Linked DNA regions of Sus scrofa: region 1 is linked to region 2. The links are chromatin contacts, called in public Hi-C maps. All regions are on one chromosome and are shown on one strand. Each heading gives the region's core, a stretch centred on a gene start, on an enhancer-like site or on the middle of the called end of the contact. The rest is flanking DNA. Distances are from core to core; before and after follow the strand shown.

Evidence for each region. Hi-C and Micro-C count contacts between places; a contact is called where the count stands out from the background.
Region 1: a Hi-C map of embryonic fibroblasts shows a contact between it and region 2, with 2.0 times the contacts expected there. The contact joins the promoter of LEO1 here to the enhancer-like site in region 2. A contact is called at or near these places in 16 of 47 Hi-C or Micro-C datasets (alveolar macrophages, embryonic fibroblasts, fetal heart ventricle and 7 more) and 2 of 2 datasets of contacts at active chromatin or transcription factors (alveolar macrophages and skeletal muscle).

The regions. Positions count from the first base shown.
Region 1 is chr1:119,803,740-119,806,439 of Sscrofa11.1, forward strand. LEO1 (RNA polymerase-associated protein LEO1) reads left to right here and starts at 1,253. Exons shown (of 12, transcript XM_003121504.4): 1 at 1,253-1,389. The coding sequence starts at 1,332.
Region 2 is chr1:119,707,513-119,710,236 of Sscrofa11.1, forward strand. No RefSeq gene overlaps it. Among named protein-coding and RNA genes, the nearest start is that of MAPK6, 62 kb to the right of the region's middle. Within about 2 kb of position 1,314, at least 21 of the 83 cell types and tissues checked have an H3K27ac peak or open chromatin away from gene starts, as enhancers often do. A contact at or near this core is called in alveolar macrophages, embryonic fibroblasts, liver and 1 more, where this site is marked.

The DNA of each region.
Region 1 (2,700 bases), core at 3-2,502, 96 kb after region 2:
GTCAGGCACTCCTATTTGCAACAAAAATAATGCCTCAAAATTTCCAAACTAAAAATCCACTGTTGCTGTCCAAGATTAAAATCCTTATATTGATCTAGACAGATAATACTTTAACACAGGATGTACATTCTTGAAAACTAATATTTAAGTTTCCTGAAAATGACGTAGTTGTTTCGTATGTGCAAGTCCCTTCAGTTCTTTGAAATTTTATAAAAGCAAGAGGGTTTATCTAGCACTGACCTTTTAGGAAAATTCTAGTACTGTCTGATTTGATAATGTACAATCATAGCCACATTTCATAGCAAAATCAAACTTTTTTTCAGAAAAAATAAACAAGAAGCCTCTGAATAGGGTTTTTCTAGCTACGGGTTGCAATTAATTAGTAAATCATGAAATCAATTAAGTGATGCACTGCCTGTCATCATTAAAAACAAAAGCTGCAAGAGAATAAAGTAAAAGAGAATAGGAAATCTCAAGACTAAATCTTAGTAGTATGTATTGTTTTGTGAAGTATTTAATTTTATGCACAAAAGTGTGTACTGGGTTAAGATGGGACATTTTTGATGTTTGAGATACACTGTTCTAAGCCTGCATGCAGTCTTCAAAGAGCAGTCCGAGGAAGACCCTTTTAGGGGTAGGAGAGACCGTCCCTTTCCCGATCACACACACACGTGAGAGACCTCATTTTCTTCATAGGCTTCAACCAAGGCCTTTCTCAATAGAATCAGTGCAGAGTAGTTATGAGAACTCAGTTGTTTTAAGACAGATACTGAAGACTTTTCCAAAACTGTAGAACAATTCCACTCATTTTTTTTTTTTGAAAAAAAGTCACTTAAAATTTAAAAACTCTAGTTATGTTAACCTGTTTACTATTTTTAAACGATTTTAAAAATACCTCTGCCTTAATTACTAATACAGTAAATAGCAATAGAATATAACCCACATAACGACCCTTTATAGAGTTTGCAACAATTTGAGAACACTTCGTCAGTATGAAACAAAGGACTCCAGACCTGACTCAGGGCAGGTTTAACACGGCCCCAGGCCTTTCCCGGGAGAACCTAAGCGCTTCCCGCTCCACTGACACGCAGACAGGACGTTCCCCGGGTGAGAATCCTCGGGAATAAGAACAGATCTTGACGAAAATGCGTGGTCTATACGCTTAGGAGATTGGACAAGCACAGGTTCACAGAGCACACGAAAACTAGTTCACCGAAGGAAAGCAGACTTTTAGCGAATCTTTTGCGACACTGTCGCAACTCGTTGTTTCCGTGCCGTAAAGACAGTCGCGAAGCCACCCCCAGTGAAGACAGCAGCGGACGTGCGCGGCAATGGCGGATATGGAGGACCTTTTCGGGAGCGACGTCGACAGTGATGCTGAGCGTAAAGGTGGATTTGGTTGGGCTTTGGTGGAGGCGACCGTGGCGGGCCTTCTGCGACGGGAGCCAGACAGCAGTCCAGTTCCGGTTGTGCGAACGCTCGGGCGCTGAGGGCGAGTGGTAGCACTTCCTCCACTCCTGCCTTAGCGCTCCCTGCACTCCCGGCGGTGCCAGCCTACCCTGGAGGACAGGAGTGAAGGGACAGACGCAGAGCGTGCGCCTCGAGGCTCTTGGTGTCCGTGGAGCAAGCTGGGCATGTGGAGCGAAGGGGGCGCGGGGCAGGGATGGAGGCCCGGTGAGCTAGCACAGCCAGAGAAGGAACCTCGGAGCCCTGCTGTGTCCTGCCTTGCACCGGCCAGCGCAGAGTAAGGGCAGTTGTAAATGAATGGAAATTAGGTCTTCAGGAATATGGGAATAGGCCGGACGAATTTTTAGAGGGGCTCAGATGCTCTCCTGAAACGAAACCAGAGAGTGGCGTGATGGGGAGTTTGAGATGTCTGGATGAGAAGATTGGGAAGGATACCGGGGTAGGGCATTACTTGCAGGAAATAATGTGTTCTCCGAGAATCTGTGCAGAAACTCTAGAATTTGTCTGTGATATTAAACTTGGGGAACATATGAGCTCTGTGTTTGGAGGGAAAGGATGAAGGATTTGTTGATGAAATGAATTAATGAAGGTAGGTTTTATTGTGCAAGGAAGTCTTTCTGGCACAAAGACGAGCTATTTGAGTTTGAGATAGTAATAGGAGGTCTTTGAAGCGAGAAGGGGCCCAGGAACAAGTTCAGCATTCTTAAAACTCGCTAAGCTCAAAGTACTGTATCTACTTTTTTCCTTAGCATAGTGCTTGTTGTGGTTGTTTTTTTTCTTTCTCTGACTCCAATTTATTCATACTTTTTATAATCAGGGGAGCACCAGGTGGAAGTCTAGTGTGAGGGCTCTACCAGAATGGGTATCCTCAAGGTTCTGGTCAGGATAAGTCTGGAAGTATAGAGCTTTGTGTATTTGTTCCATGTGGTTTGCCAATGTTTTTTTGTTTTTTTTTTTTTTCCCCTCATCTGTACTTGTCCATATCCCATTCACCCTTCAAGGCACAGATCTATGTGAACCCTCCCAACTTGCTTCCTTGAAGTTGTTCATTCATTCAGCATTTACAAATCCCCTGTCATGTTCCAGCTACTTTGCTAGGTGTAGGGGATATAATGATGAAAAGATCATCCCCACCCTACCTCCACCTGACATCAGTACTAATGCATACTTGATACTTGATAAATAATTGGATGGGTAGAAGCAATAGTTAGATGTACTTTTCCGTTGCAAACT
Region 2 (2,724 bases), core at 64-2,563:
CTAGATGAAGCCAAAGAGCAAAGAGATGCCTCTGGCTTGCAGTGCTGACATAGCCATTGCATCCCTGCCAGCCAATTTGATTTGCAAGTGTTTGCTTATCTGGTCAGAGGGAAGCTGGGTGCATGCTCACTTACATAACCAAGCTCGTGCTCAGGAACATAGTGGGGCAGGTCCTGGCCGAAGGACTGGGGAACAAAGGTAGACAAGACATGCTCCTGGTGGAAAACATACCTCTCTCATCATGATACACAATGTGATGGGAAAAGAGGACCACTCAACCCAATCTAGGTCTCAGGGAAGTCTTCCTGGAAGAGCACTCAAGATAGTTGAGAAGGACATATGAGAGTCTAAGAGGAGGAAAGGACTCCAGGCAGAGGGAGCAGCACAGGAGGGGGAATGTGGCCTCTGTCTGGGCAAGCAGCTCAGCCTTGCTGGAGCCTGGAGTGAGTATATGGATGTGGTAAGAGGTGATGCTAGGGTGGAGGCCACTTTCTCTGCAGGGCAATACAAAGCTTTGAGGGTTTTATACAGTGGAATTAGCTGATCACTGACATGCGAATTTGCTAAAGTCACAAATCCATTAGGTACTTTTCAACCTGCATCTTGTGTGAATTCTCACCATGGTGTATGGTACTGCTGCCCTCTCTCTTCATCCTGGAGCATTCTCACACCTTGACTTCTCTCCTGGTTTTCTGCGATCCTCTCTGGTCACTTTCGCTCAGCTTCAACTTTGACTGCCTCTCCCCTCTCTGGGCTCTGAATGTTGGTGTTCCACAAGGCCTTGTCTTGGCCCCTTCTCACCATTCACTCTTTCTCTCATTTACTCCCCTGGCTTCCCATGTACCTATTACATAATAGTATCAGGGGAGAGGGGAGAGTCCAGAATCAAGCATAGGGTTCTACCTCCTGGGAGTCATGGCTGAGTCTACATGTTCATACTGAATCATGAGCAATTGTAGGATGAGTCAGGGTGGAAAGGGTCAGAATGAACAGTTCAGGGATAAGCAGAGGCATGTAGTGGCGGGGGAGGAGAGTGGCTGATTAGTATTGTCAGTGTCCTGGGTGTGAAAGAAAGTAGAGATTATGGTTCATTGTTCCCAAGTGTGGAGGCAGGGGTGGACACTGGGATGTGCATTAAAAGACCAAGTCCAAGGTCTGAGAAGAATGTGACTGCAGGGAGGTGCAGGAAAGTTAGGCCTGAATGACTCCAAAGTCCAAGAAGTCACCAAAGGCAGGGATCCAGGCCACAAGAGTAAGGCCAGCAGACTGGTGGCCTCTGGTCTGGCTGGGACCTCTGCTGTAGCGTGGGCAGGCAGGCATCCAAGGATGTACTCCCAGCCTGAGGACAAAGGCGTGGGGGTGTTGGTGGATCCTGGGTACAGTCCAGACCACACTGACACATTCATGGCAAGGCAGTGAAAGCATGAGCCATTCCTGGTCCCTTCTGTTTTTCAACCTCGTGCGTCGACAGGACAAAGAATTTCTCAAGGCTTCAACATTATAGCCACTGATAAAACAAATTCATTCTGTGCCTCATCAGGAGTAAGGTTGCAATAAAGATTCAGAATGGTCTAAAGACGTGTTTTTGTGGCATTTACAATTAATTGGAACAGGTAGATTACTCAGTACACGGTGTTAAAACAATTGGCTATTTAGAAAAAAAATTAAGTCAGAGTCCTACTTTAACATCACACAAAAATAAATCTAATAATTGGATTTATTTAATCTAAAACTTAAAAACTTCCCACAAGGAAAAGCCCAGGGCTAGATGATTTCACTGATATAGTGTACCAAACTCTCAATGAAGAACCATCAATCTTTCACAAATTCTTCCAAAAAAAAAAAAAACAGAAGAAGGAATATTTTCTAACTCATTCTATGAATACAACCCACAGAAGAAGAAAGTATTCGCAAATCACATATTTGATAAGGGAACTGTACCTAGAATACATAAAGAACACTCACAACTCAATAATAAAAAGACAACCCAATTTAAAAATGGGCAGAGGATCTAGGTAGACATTTCTCCAGTGAAGATACACAAATAGCTAAAATACACATGAAAATATATCAACATCTTTAGTCATTAGGGAAATGGAAATCAAAATCACAAAGAGTTCCTTTGTGGCACAGTAGGTTAAGGATCTGGCATTGTCACGGTGGCAGCTTGGGTTGCTGCTGTGGCACAGGTTCAATCCCTGCCCCAGGAATTTCCACATGCCGTGGGCATGACCAAAAAAAAATCACAATGAAACACCACTTCATACTTACTAGGATGGCTAAAATGGAAAAAGTTTAAATGCAGTTAACAAGTATTGGCAAAGATATGGAAAAATTGGAACCCTCATATATTGCTGGTGGTCATATAAAATGGTACAGCCCCTATGGAAAATAATCTGGCAGTTCCTCAAAAAATTAAACATAAAGTTACCATATCACCTAGCAATTCCACTCCTAGGTATTCCCTCGCTGGAATTGGAAACATACTTCAAGACATGTTACTGTATATTGCAGCATCTTTTTTGGGGGGGGGCAGGGGCACACGGGCTGTACATGGAAGTTCCCAGACTAGGGGTGGAACTGGAGCTACAGCTGCCAGCCTACACCATGGCCATAGCAATGCTGGATCCTTAACCTACTGAGACCAGGAATCAAACAGCATCCTCATGGATACTAGTCGAGTTGGTTACCGCTAAGCCATGACGGGAATTTCTACAGCATCAT